2 separate regions of the Mus musculus genome follow, and region 1 is linked to region 2. Evidence: chromatin contacts called from public Hi-C data. All regions are on one chromosome and are shown on one strand. The core of a region is the stretch at or near the end of the contact, and the rest is flanking DNA. Distances in the headings are between cores, read along the strand shown. Region 1 overlaps Hibch (3-hydroxyisobutyryl-Coenzyme A hydrolase). Region 2 holds the start of Inpp1 (inositol polyphosphate-1-phosphatase).

Region 1 (6,709 bases), core at 1,091-3,590, 47 kb before region 2:
AGCATGTATGGTATTATACTATAAATTATAACTCCACAAAGATTCATGCAAAGACTACTATGAAAGCTGCCAGTTCTCCTTGATAGTGTGGAACAAGTTGCTGTCTTTCCAGTCTGCACTTGCACAGCTGCTAACCAGCTATTCTTACTTTCTTTCTCATAGTCACTCATTCTTGTATATTCAGTCCTCTTCTGAACATCTGTCTGTCTGTCTGTCTGCCTGCCTGCCTGCCTACCTGTCATCCCAAGCCTAGGGATTAAACTTGAGGCCTCTGGATTACATATTCCCAGGTTTCTATAGAAATTTTTGTATAATTAGGCAAAACAATTCTTAAGTTAAAAGAGAAAAATCCAAGGGTAGTCAAGACAAAAGATGTGTACAAAAAAAAAAAGTCTCTGGGAAATTTTGGAAACAAAGTTATATAACATATCCATTCCATATTTATTTCTAAGTAAACCAACAATTGGTCTCTAGAGTACAAAATACAAGGGCTCAGCCATCTCTATCAGTAAAAACCAGAAAGTTCCTCTTATGTATAACCGTAGACTAGATAACATGGGAATATTGACAATAACGGACAGTACAGAAGTACAGGAGTCAACACCAATTCTGAACAGTGAACTGTGACCCTAAGCTAGAAAACCACAAAGGAGACCGAACCATAACTTACAACTTGATGCAAAATCAGAATATTGCTACTATGTCTAGACTTATGGATACAAATGTTGTATTAATTTAACTTTTCAAAACATGTTTGGCTAAAGTAAATGTCACTTGACTTGCATAGAAACCTAGAACTCTGACTCTAGAAATTTCCACTCCAGAGTTCCCAGAGAAATAGAAAATGGTACTTTATTTTGTTTAGAAACCTGGGACCCAAGTTTTCTTGTCTTCTGAAAAAGCTAACTAAATGATCAAGAATCCATATTTTCAATTGATTTTAACAAAGACAATATAATTATTCTATAACAAAGAAAATAATTTTATCAGTATGATCAGTAGGAATGTTTCCATAAAGAGTGCCTATTGGTTGCATTTTAACAGACTACAGTGCCGTTCCATCTCTGGATTCCATGTTCAAAGCTCAGAGCAGATCACACACATACCAATTGCATTGTTCAAGATGTATTCTTCTCTGAATAAATCTTGAGTTAAATTCTGTCTTGCTTTTTTAGCTTCTGAGAGTGCTAAGGAAGGAGGAAAAGAGAAGAAAATGAAGGCAAGAGCAACTACAAATCATAAAGACGGCTTCTGGTCAATACAGTCTCAGATATCATTAAGTGCTGAAAGCAGGGGAACTGTCAGATGGCTTTAATGTTTGAAGTTACCCATGTTGGTGACACATTACCCTTTGGCAGAGACCCATGATCCAATGTCAAATTTTCAAAGAAAAATTCTTTTGTAAGTACATCACACACACACACACACACACACACACACACAATCTGATCTTTCACCCACAGTTTCTGGCTCCTTAAGTCCCTTTTCAAAGTAGGTCACAAACACTAGAACCTCTCTGCTCAAAGCAGGTCACAGTCTCTGTTCTTTCCCTCCCACTACTTAGAGCTGGTTATAGAGACATTCTGACCTGTATCACAAGACCCTCATTTGAAGAGTCCTCTTCCAGACTTCAGAGGAAAAAAATGAGCAGAGGAAGCAGTGTCCCACTTGGTTACTTGCATTAGCTTAGACCTATTCACCAATCACATTTCTGCATGTCATTCTAAGTTAAACTCATGCTTACATAATGAAGTCTTCAGAAAATCCAAAGGCTCCAGAATAATTACAGATAATTTATCAAGAGAATATATCCTGAACAATGCCATTGGTTTATGTTTGTGCTTTGCTCTGAGCTCTGAAATTCGAGATTTAATAGATCCCCATGAGGAAGTTTCACACAGCCAAGAGAGCATGGAAGTTTCACAGCCACTTCCCTGTACCTGATCCAATGTTTGTGTCATTTAAGAGGACAGTACATGTAAGTATCACTCCAAATTCTGTGGCCACTGTGGCATACTAACTGACCCAGGCACCAAAATCCACAGATGCCCAAGTTTCTTGGAGGGGATGGTATCATACTATGCACTGTGAGTCTCCTTTAGGTGATCTATAACACCTAGCGTAAACTGTTGCCACATGGCATCTAGAGGAGAAAGAGAAGACAAAAAGGTTGTACCTATTTGGTACAAAATTTTTCCCAAATATTTCCCATCTATAGTAAGTTGAATCCATAAGGCAGAATGTCAGACACCAAGGGCCAACTAGAGTCTCCTAAGAAAGATCTGTTGAGACTGCTATTATGATGCAAATGAGGGATAGTTCCTGAAGGGGAAAACCCTTATCTGTTGCCCTTTGCTGAGCTAAAGGCTTCCCTACCAACTCTCAGACTCTAACTTCACCCCCAAACTTCCTCAGGGTTCCTTCTAATTTTATTTTAAGCTAATTTTATATAAATCACCTAGTTACATATAAATTAAAATTAAATTACATTCACCTTTAAAGTATCTACTTATTGTAGAATTTTCTAGAAATCACATGCATTGTTTTGTACATATACGCTAGAACAATTATGGAACTTCTACTGTGTCTAAAGAAGACTATAAAGTCAGTTGTGGGTGGTATTTATGTTAGAAATGTCCCCAGTAGGCTCAGCTATCTGAACACTTGGCCATGGGTTGTGGTGCTGTTTGGAGAGGGCCTGAGAGTTATAATCACTGGGACAGCCTCACCCCACTTAAAGATGGAGATAACCCCAGCTCTCTCAGTGCCCTGCTCTGGCTGCCTACTACCATTCCTCCCTGTCTCAGACTCTCCCCCAGAACCATAGGCTAAAATAAGCCCTTCCTCCTGTAAGTTGTTTTGGTAACAGCGTTTCATCACAGAACAGTGACTCAAACTAGAACAACTCATTTTCAAAAACTGCTCACAACTCAAAGCAGCTAACCTCAATCAAAGCATTTGGTGTTCCAATAAGGAGCCTGACAAGATTGTAGCCCTACTCTAAAGAAAAGGCCCCCTGGGGGAAATGAACAATAATTTTACAATATTCATGGTACACTCATTAAGAGATTGAGCACAGGCATGTATGAGACTCAGGTTTGACTCTTAGTGTACATGCAGTTGTACATATGTATACACACACACCACAAACACAAGTATAACACACACAGGCACAGGCATTTGGTGCACACACACATAGGCAAAGGCATACAGGTACGCACACAGACAAACATGTGCCACACATACAGGTACATAGTCACACATTCACACAAAGTCTCTCTCACACACACAGTATCTCATGCACACACATACAGGTACACAGGAACATGCACACACACAGTCTCACACACATACAGTTATAGATATACACGTGCACACACACACATTTTATATCACATGTGTATGCAGTCACAGGTATTCCAGCATTCATATACACAGTCATAAGTACACAGGCACACACACATACACACAGTCACACACATGCACACACAGGCACAGATGTATGTATAATGCATACACACCTAAAGAATTCATGTTGTAGGCAAAACCACAATTCGGTTAACACATCGCTTTAAGCAATTAAGTTTTCCATCATGAAGCAATTTTAACTTGCAGTTACTTTAATCTGAGTGATCATGTGACTCCGATCCTGACGCTACATGGGTTTCCTTCCTACTCATAATGCAGTGGTTTACATAAACTTGTAAATTTGGTGAACAAAGGTTGTCTTTTAATAATCAAGCAAATTCATACATAATTTTAAAATTACATAAAATTAGAACAAAAACGAAGAAAATCCCCTAGCCGTAGCAACTCCGTAAGAAGGAACATACTGCAAAAATTCCTTTCAGCGGGACAACCACAGTGACAGCAGTGAGTTCATAAACTCTCTCTCGAGAACAAATACTTATCATTTTAGTTAAATACGTAAACTGAATTGAGCAATAATTAAAAAAAAGCAAATCTTCATTTATGTGTGTTTAATCATATTATAGTATTAACACAATAGACTCTAACTCTAACTCTGTTCACGCAAGATTCCTGCTCTGAATTGTGAGAGGTAGGAAAGTAACAGAGTCTGCACACAGCGGGTTTGGAAAACAGTAAGTCCTTCACATGGCGGTGATGTTGGTGATACTAGGGGCGGGACACATGTCACAAGAGAAGAACAAAATATCTAAACTTCAGCACTGGACATTTGTAATAAAATAAAATCCCCATTCGAATGGTAACAAATTCTCCATATTTTAAACTTTAACTTGTAAAAAATTGTTAACATACAACAAACAATTCTAAAAAGCAAACTAAACAAAAACTATCTCAAGCACTTCCATATGTATTAGTTGTAGTGAGGTAAGAGTTTACAGTGGGCAGGCGTTTTACCTTTGATGTCCCCTCCAGCACAGAAGGCCTTTCCTCCGGCTCCCTTTATGATGATCAGGAATGTGTCAGGGTCTTGTTCCCATGTCTACCCAAACATAAGAGACGATAATGGCTTTTGAGAGCATAGTAAATATAAGCTCACTTAAAATACATTCATATACATCTGTGTGCACATATGTGACCTTCATAAAACACTCGCAGAGGAATGGGTCCCACCAATTTCATTTCATTTCATTTCATTTTCTAAGTACAGACTGGAATATATCCCAGAAATTTCTATCAGAGCTTTTTTTTAATATTTTTTATTACATATTTTCCTCAATTACATTTCCAATGCTATCCCAAAAGTCCCCCATACCCTCCCCCCCACTTCCCTACCCACCCATTCCCATTTTTTTGGCCCTGGCGTTCCCCTGTACTGGGGCATATACAGTTTGCGTGTCCAATGGGCCTCTCTTTCCAGTGATGGCTGACTAGGCCATCTTTTGATACATATGCAGCTAGAGTCAAGAGCTCCAGGGTACTGGTTAGTTCATAATGTTGTTCCACCTATAGGGTTGCAGATCCCTTTAGCTCCTTGGGTACTTTCTCTAGCTCTTCCATTGGGAGCCCTGTGATCCATCCAAGAGCTGACTGTGAGCATCCACTTCTGTGTTTGCTAGGCCCCGGCATAGTCTCACAAGAGACAGCTACATCTGGGTCCTTTCGATAAAGTCTTGCTAGTGTATGCAATGGTGTCAGCGTTTGGAAGCTGATTATGGGGTGGATCCCTGGATATGGCAGTCTCTAGATGGTCCATCCTTTCGTCTCAGCTCCAAACTTTGTCAGAGTTTTAAGAAAAGATAAATAAATAAGTGCCTAATGGCACTGTGTCATATACATTTATGAGTCTAGAGAACAAATCAACCCAAAGAATGCTGGTATGTTGTGCACCAATAGTCTTTCTCCCATGCAAGACAGGACTCTGTTATACCAAAAAAAGTTCTTACACAGACAAGTTCTTACAAAGTTTTTTAAATTTGAGGGTGATGGGAGTTTCATGAGGTCAAGTAATAAAGTCAGCACAATAAGAGTGTGGGGTGCAGATCAGTGGCAGAGAGATAGACCATCATTCTCATTTCTCCCAGCTGAGGAATGCTGGGGTACAGAGATTATCATGCCCAGCCTACAGAGTTAATATGCAGAAATCCAAGTTTTTAATACATGCCTGACTTTTAGCCCTATACTTTTCTAATGTCCCAAGCATTTCACTTTAAAAGCCTACCTAAGGATTTAAGGATGGCTAAGAAATATAAAGGACGAGGGGCTAGGAGGAATAAGGGGTGCCAAGCAGCAAAGAAAGAGGGAGTTGGCCAAGCAATGTAAGACGGCTGAGTCCTGGGGCATGGAAGTACAAACGCCAGTCCCAGCAAGGAGGAGGCACAGGCAAGAAGATTTTGAGTCCAGCCTGGGCTGCCTAGCTAGACTCTGTTTAAAAAAAAAATGGAAAGACAAAGTTGTCTTCAATCCAAAAGGCTGTCATGAAGAAGCAGATCAGACTCATGATGTATGAGGTCTCAAACCTAGGTATGTTAGGTCTCAAACCTAGGACAAATGGCTAACTGAGGTGCCTCTTTAAATTATGAATGAGGACATAGCTGCCAGGTTCTCCCAGCATCCTTCAGTCCTGTTACAGGGTGTGGCTGGCATACTCTGTCCTCTAACCTAAATTTCTCTAGGCTAGGTAGGCCCTGGACTGTCCTTCCTCCAGCTGACCTTTCCCATTTAATGCAGCCATTTTAGTTACCCTGCCCATTTTTGTCTCCCCTTTACTCTGTTAGTCTCCTGGATTCTCCCAAATATCCTGCCTCTGGCTCTGATAGCCCATTTATCTACAGTAAACCTTCTTGTACACCATACCTAGGGACAGTCATGTCCTTCCTTTTTCTTTCTTCTTTTCATTCAGTACACTGATCTCTAGGAACTCTGTCTAAAAGATCAGTGAGATGAAGATGTGGCAGAACACAAAGAGAAACATGTAAGAGCTAAGTGAAGGAAAAGGTGTCTCCTAAGACAGTAAGTGGAATAGATTCCACGGGAAAGCATCATTGGTGCTGATGTAGCAGGGTCCTACAGTGAAATACCAGGAATGTTCTCCTACAATGGACTTCAGAAGGCTTGACCTGATGCATTCAGACTATTGCAGACCTTTAGCTGTGGATAGATCTGCCGGATCATATTCAGACTCAGTGCGTTGAGGAACTTGGGTCTGTTGAGCGTTATGACGCCTCCACAGCCTCTCCTCTCCAGCAGCACTTCTGCAGCTTCTGTGTGCATGGACATTCTC
Region 2 (7,327 bases), core at 4,711-7,210:
GGGCCAATTGATGTTGGAGCTAAATTAGAGGTTGTTGTGTCCGGCCAGCAGACCACAACCTGGGTTCTAGCCTGGAAAGGCATTTTGGAAACCTGGAAGAGAAGAGGGGCTAGGTGGCGAGAGAAAAGAATGTAGCCAAGACAGTTACTCTGATCAAGGCTCAAATTTTATTGTTGCGACACTAGTTATGAAGGAAAGGGGAGGGGACCCGATTCCCGCCGAATAATCTCTGGTCCAGTAGAAAGGTGCAACTGTGTGGCTCCTCAGGTTCCAGCAGTGGGCGTGGCAGAACGAATGAGCAGGAAGCTCCACCCCTGAGCAAGCAGGTTTCAGGCTGGGGGAGGGGAGACTACAAGAAGTGATTAAGAAGAGACCAGCATCACTGCAGTGAAATCTTCTAAGTGTTTTCTGAGAGCACAAAGAAGCTGTGTTCCAGATACATGCAAGGTTATACCTTGTGGTATAGCTGGGGTTGGTAATGTGTAAGAATCACCCAGGTGGTACTATTTTTGAAGGCATGAAAAGGTCAAAGCGAACAGCTCAGGCTTGGCACTGTGAGAGGCTAGGTAAGGACATTGGTGAAGTTTAGCCTCAGTTGCAGTTGACAGCCCAGGACTGAAGGAGTCATGCAAAGTAGCTGATGCTAAACACCATGAAGAGAGCCTATTAGAGGCTATTGGTGAAGTCTAGTTGCAGCAATAGACCCCAGCATATTGGAGATACCAGTACCATGGGTTGACCACCAAGAATAGTGGCAACAGTGGAATGGACTCAACCAGAACCTAGACTGCTACAGAGGGCAGAGCTGGAGAAGTGGGAGTCCCAGACTTTGGATCAAGAAGCTGTGAAGTTAAAGTTGGGATACCCCAAGATGTTAGAGATGCCAAAGCCATGGGATACCTGCCAAGGAAAGTTGCTAACAGGGAGTGGAACTACCTCAAGAGAAAGAATTGTGTTGCAGTCAACTGGAGTTGGACATGGAGATAAAAACCAGCACCAACTAAATGTTTTCCCTTATAAGAGTTGCCTTGGTCCTGGTATCTCTTCACAGCAATGGAAACCCTAGATACAGTGATCCTCCCCAACATTAAAATTATTTTTGTTGCTATTTCTTAATTGTAATTTGTTGGTTATGAATAGTAATGTAAATATCTGTGTTTTCTGGTGTTCTTATGTGACCCCTGTGAAAGGGTCTCTCAATTCCTATGGGGGTTGTGACAGTGGTTGAGAACCACTGTCTACAACTTTAAAAATTCAAACCTTTTATTTTTCTCAAGAGTGATGAATTACTTCTATTAGATACTTTTCTCATCCTTGTGATCAAATGCCTGATAGAAACTACTCTAGGCAGAAGAATCTCTTTTTGGCTTACTTTCATTAAATGAAGGTATGGTAGAGTCCTGGTAGCAGTGTGTGGTAGGTACCTGAGAAAAGCCAAGAAAGAGAAGGGGGAAAGGAAGAAAGAAGGAAGGGGCAGGGAGAGAGTTCTCACCAGAAGCAGAGCTGTGTTATACCATAAAGTCCCACCACTATGACTTTTCCTCCATAAGGGAGGCCCCATGTTCAGAAAGTTTCAGAACCCCCCCCCCCAAAGTAGTGCTTCTAGCTGGGGACTGAATATTCAAACACAGAAGGGACAGCTTATCTTTGAACCATAGTATTTCATTCCTGTCCTATAGGCTTATCATCAGTTCATAGTGAAAAACAGATTCTATCTATCTGCAAAGGTCTACATTGTCTTATAGCTTCAACACTTTTCAAAGCCAAAGTCCACAGTCTAAGTAAGACTGCCAGCAATTTCTTAATTATAAGTAAAGGGGGGGGGGGAGCAAGTCACCTATTCTTAACATAAAATGGCATAGGGCAAAAACATCCTGTCCTGAAAGGGGTATCTGAGACCATAGCAAGGAAGGACTGATCCAAAGCAAAATGAAACCCCTGTATGCCAAACCCTGCAGTCTTATATGGTACAACCTGGGATCCTGTGGAATTTGATAACCCTTCCCTACAGCACATGTGGTCTTTCTTGGGCCAAGTCCAGTCTCTGGCTGCAGCTTCCAATGGCAGATATTTCATGTTTTTAGTATCTCTAGCATCCTTAAATCCACTGTTACTTAAGCTTCACCTTCTAAGCTTCCTGAACTACCCACAAAGATGTTGTTTCATTCACGGGTCCAATCCTGATCCATATTATCTGTCCCCAGCAACTGTCTAGAACCTTGGTGTGAACTTCTAAAATAGTATAACTCTGGAATCTTGCATGCTTGTAAAATCAGTACTAAATGCTGCTGTGGGCCCAAATACATAGGCTGGCTCTCTCTCAACTCAGCTGTGGCAGCCTCTGATTATCAATATGGCAGAACCCAGGAAGATAGCTTCCATGCTGGGTGAGATGAGTAGGTGGCCTGGAGCTTTCAATGAAGTGCTGTCTTGTACTGGAGGAGCGACTCCTCTTGCAGCAGGGAGCAAGGAAGTTCTCTCTTAGCTGTGTCACTCATTGTTAACAGGCAGCAGCATTTCCAGCAGTGACTTTGTTCATGATTGTAAATTTACTCTCCCTCCTTTCCTGGCCCAAATGCATATCTTTACATGGTTCTGCTTCACTTTCTGCTAAGAGCTCTCAGTGCAAATCTAGACAAATGCAACAAGAACAAATCCCGTGCTGCACTGAAATTTCCTCCACAAAATAAATTCATCCTTTGAATTTGAATTACTCATTTGAATTCAGTGTCACTTGTATTTGCTGGAAATGTGCCTAGAGTCTTTGTGAAACTGTAACACAAATGGCCTCCAGGCCAGTTCCCTCCCCTTCCCCACCAAAACCTCCTGAGACCTGTCTGTCTGTCTGTCCTTCTATTGGCATTCTGCTCCCCTACATTCCCACCAGAAGGCCTGCTAAGCTCTGCATGGACCGTTCTGAGGCTCGTCTGGTCTACAGCTCCAACTTCTTCCACATTCGGAAGGAACCCCATCGCTCACTCCTCTGCTCTCCCAGTGAGACTGCACCCCCACTCCCTCCTAACAGTTCTGAAACTCATGAAAATAGTGCCAGAAACTGAGGCTGAAAGCTCCAATGGGTGAGCTGGCGGGTAACATTTTTACAGTTAAACCATGCAGTCTGAGAAAGGTTTTTAAATGATGACTGGGTAATACCACGTGAGTACGAGAGCCAAATTTCTAGGTTCAAACTTAGCCTCACCAAACACTACTACAAGTTTGAGTAAACTAACCCCTTTACAACTTAATTTTTTTATAACTATTTCTTTACAATATACTATAAAGATTTATTATAATGACTATTTATAATAATGATGCAGTTGTTTTTTTAAATATAAAATGAAGATAACCACAACTCTCGTATGTTCATAGCAGCCTTATTTATAATAGCCAGAAGCTGGAAAGAACCCAGATACCCCTCAACAGAGGAATGGGTACAGAAAATGTGGTACATTTACACAATGGTGTACTATTCAGCTATTAAAAAGAATGAATTTATGAAATTCCTAGGCAAATGGATGGACCTGGAGGGCATCATCCTGAGTGAGGTAACCCAATAACAAAAGAACTCACACAATATGTACTCACTGATAAGTGGATATTAGCCCAGAAACCTAGGATACCCAAGATATAAGATACAATTTGCTAAACACATGAAACTCAAGAAGAACGAAGACCAAAGTGTGGACACTTTGCCCCTTCTTAGAACTGGGAACAAAACACCCATGGAAGAAGTTACAGAGACACAGTTTGGAGCTGAGACGAAAGGATGAACCATCTAGAGACTGCCATATCCAGGGATCCATCCCATAATCAGCCTCCAAACGCTGACACCATTGCATACACTAGCAAGATTTTGCTGAAAGGACCCTGATATAGCTGTCTCTTGTGAGACTAGGCCGGAGCCTAGCAAACACAGAAGTGGATGCTCACAGTCAGCTATTGGATGGATCACAGGGCCCCCAATGGAGGAGCTAGAGAAAGTACCCAAGGAGCTAAAAGGATCTGCAACCCTATAGGGGGAACAACAATATGAACTACCCAGTACCCCCCAGAGCTCGTGTCTCTAGCTGCATATGTATCAGAAGATGGCCTTAGTCGGCCATCAGTGGAAAAAGAGGCCCATTGGTCGTACAAACTTTATCTGCCTCAGTACAGGGGAACGCCAGGGCCAAGAAGTGGGAATGGGTGGGGGATCGTGTGGGGGACTTTTGGGATAGCATTGGAAATGTAACTGAAATAAATACCTAATTAAAAATTATTTTTTATGATTATAACTGTGTGTATGTGAGCACACAGGTGTGCTGTGGCGCATAAATGGAGGCCAGAGCACAATTTTGGGGAGTCAGTCCTCTCTATTCACCATGTGGGTACCAGAAATCCAAGTGAGTTCATCAGGCTTGGTGGCATGCACTTTTACCTGCTGTGCCATCTCATCAGTTATGAGGTAAGACTTACCAGTTATCCAGCTCTTATAGCTGTGTGTTAGAGCTGCAAGAGACTGCTGCAATAGCAATGGCAGCCATAAACATGGAATTCTAAAAGTTTGTGGATTGACATCTAGATCCGGTTTGGTAAAAGGGTCACTAAGTGTGAGTGGCAAAGTTGACAGTGAGGAGGAGGAAATGTGCCTTGATCACCAGCAGTTTGCTCCAAGTGTTAATAGAGATCAGAGCAAGCAAGTGATCCAGTGAGATACGTATTGTAGGGTGGTCTCTGCACCTGCAGAGAAATGGGCTAGAGTCATAGCTCCTACTCTAGCCCCTCCCCAGTTCTGCTCCTAGATACAAATCTACTCCCATTTCCTTATGGTAAATGTCACATTTATATTATTCCTTGATTTTGCTGTCATGGATATGATTTCATAATTAATATCAGCTGTAACACCAAGAATGGACTTAAGAGAATGGAACTAAAGGACAATATGAGGATCTAGGCATGGTAGCACCCATCTGTACTCCCAGCACCCAGAAGGCAGAAGCAGGAGGATAGCGAATTTGAGGCCAGCAAGGGTTATAAAGTGAGACTCTTACCAAAAACAAAACAAAACAAAGTAAAAGTGAGAAAGAAGGCTGAATCCACTGAACCTGTGAGTGAATGGAAGGCGGATGGGGAATGGAAGTGGGTGAGGTGCCATCGCAGTACTGCGCATAAATAAATGGGAGCTTGGGGAGAGGTTGATGAGAAAGCCTGCAGGCTAGAATTGTTGAAGTGCTTCCCAGTTCCAGCCACAGAATAAATCACAGGGAAGCCGGATAAATCTTACCAGGACAGAAGGGCCCAGAGCACTCACAGAGACTCTGAGCCCCTTCTATCCCAAAGTTGAATGTTGCCCTTTTTAAAATTCTTACCCTTGCTGCCCTTTGTCCATCACCACCCATTTCTATTTCCACCTACCACTCCCAACTATATCTTTAAGTCACACTGAGCATTAGTTTAAAAGGGTTGCAGCAAGAGATGAGTTTCCCACCCAACATGTGCTTCTTGCCTGGCTGGGCCTTGACCCACAACTAATAAGGTCCAGAAGACACTGCTTTGACTAAACAAACATGTAGGAACCTAGACGCTTCTATTAGAACAGGGGGACTCATTCTAGCAGGAAGTCCAACTTCACAGCTTCAAACCATCTGTCAAACCCATAACACCAAGGGTTCAAATGAATGGAGGAGGAATATTCTCAAAGACTTTTTGGGTGCTTCTGAAGAAACAATGCACACCAAGAACTGTGGTTGAGGCAACCCTGACCTTTCTGGCCCTCTCAAGCAAATTGACAAAGCTTCACTTGTGACGTCGCGGAGGCCAGACTCAGGCTGGCTGGCGTGGGATGCCCTCGCCCGCCCCAGAAGCAAGAGGCCACCCGCCCCGGGGGAAAGAGGCGGGGCCGGGACCTGGCAGAAACTGGGCTGCACTGCTGGAGCCAAGAGAGGCAGGGCGCCTCCCCGCCTTCGCTGCGGTGACCTCCGGTGTTTTCCTGGCGGCTTGCCCTCCGGCTGTGCCCGCCACAGGAGGATTGCGCCAGGTCCCAGCGCGACCACCTCCAGGCGTTGGCACTCCCTTCCTCCTCTCTCGCCCCTCCTCCGCCTCTTCCGTTTCTCTGGGAAAGGCTGTATCCTCCTTGGGGCTCTGCATCCTCGCTTAGGTAATCCGCTTTCCTGCTTTCGCCACCCCTCCCCGGTGTCCAGCGTCTCCACCTCCGCGCATTTGGGTCCCCGCGAGCCTCGCGCGCTCCATCGCCTCTGCAGAGGGCAGGTGAGTCGGTCTCCGGCCGAAGGCTACTGGCCTCGGCGCCTGGGCCTGCGAGGTACCGGGTCGCTGCATCGAGGCCTCTCCGGCCTGCCCGTGCCCACCCACACAGAGCCCGAACCCCGAACCGAGAGGCTAAGCTCGCGGATCACGCCGCCCCCTTAGCTCTGCAGAAGCCACCGAAAGAAATCCAATCGCCCGCAGAGTAGCTTCTTCTGCTCGGTTCTTTCCATTCCTACCACTAGCCTCTAGGTTGAATGAGGTGATCTGAGAATGGTCAGAAGCAGAGGCCCAGGTTCCACGGGTAGGTGGCGTAGCTGTCAAGAAGTAGGGGAGCAGTTTGCCTGAGAGATGCTTCTAACGTGGATCCACGTTGACTGTCTCTAGAGACCCATTGGATGGGTGTAGACTAAACAGTCCGGGGGTATATTTTTTCTACATTTTGAAGTATGGTTTTGTGAGACATGTCTAGGCAGTGGGTGTGGACAGCATAGAAGGGTGTCATCTAAATTATCTAACCTGGCTTTGGTAAAAATCATATGGACTGTCAGACATGAGGTGTGAAAGAAAAATCTAGGGAATACACGTTAACAAGCGCGGTGTGTACTTTGGAGATTTCTGTCCTTAAAACTAGGACCGGAACACGTGGAAGTTTGCCCACTGTGTGAGGGTGTTCGCGTCAAAAGGACTGCGGCTTGAGGCCGTGCGGACAGGACTCTTAATATATATGTATCCCATGCAGAATGAATCTTTCTGTTTTGTTTTGTTTTGCTTTGCTTTTTTGGCTCCTTGCCCTTAATTCCCAGTTTTAATCAGATGGTAAGACTTAGGTCCACCCACCTGGTAACAATCTAAGGAAGAAAACAACCCCAGGGACTACTTTTGGCTGATGGACTAGCAAGATGACCTCAGTCAGGCATCTGAAAGTACAGAATGAAAGGGAAAATACAGGCAACGGGAAAGCCGATTTTAACCCCTGCACGTGCCTGTTTGCTGTTTTCTTAAGAACTTACATTTAAAGGACTTTTATAATACTTTTGCAGTTAATTCTTAGCAATGAAGAAGACTGTGTAAGACACATAAAGTT

Evidence for each region. A called contact is a pair of places that touch in the nucleus more often than the background predicts.
Region 1: a Hi-C map of the MNK3 cell line shows a contact between it and region 2, with 4 times the contacts expected there. The contact joins the enhancer-like site here to the promoter of Inpp1 in region 2. A contact is called at or near these places in 19 of 484 Hi-C or Micro-C datasets (the 3T3-L1 cell line, CD4 T cells, ECoMG myeloid progenitors and 14 more), 1 of 115 datasets of contacts at active chromatin or transcription factors (the HPC-7 cell line) and 2 of 9 other capture datasets (adipose tissue and pancreatic islet).

Annotation. Positions count from the first base shown.
Region 1 is chr1:52,860,027-52,866,735 of GRCm38.p6, reverse strand. It overlaps Hibch (3-hydroxyisobutyryl-Coenzyme A hydrolase), which reads right to left. Exons shown (of 14, transcript NM_146108.2): 3 at 6,571-6,708; 4 at 4,384-4,468; 5 at 1,107-1,187. Among named protein-coding and RNA genes, the nearest start is that of Hibch, 18 kb to the right of the region's middle. Within about 2 kb of position 2,340, at least 9 of the 459 cell types and tissues checked have an H3K27ac peak or open chromatin away from gene starts, as enhancers often do. A contact at or near this core is called in the MNK3 cell line, Th17 cells and granulosa cells, where this site is marked.
Region 2 is chr1:52,816,321-52,823,647 of GRCm38.p6, reverse strand. Inpp1 (inositol polyphosphate-1-phosphatase) reads left to right here and starts at 5,960. Exons shown (of 6, transcript NM_008384.2): 1 at 5,960-6,246.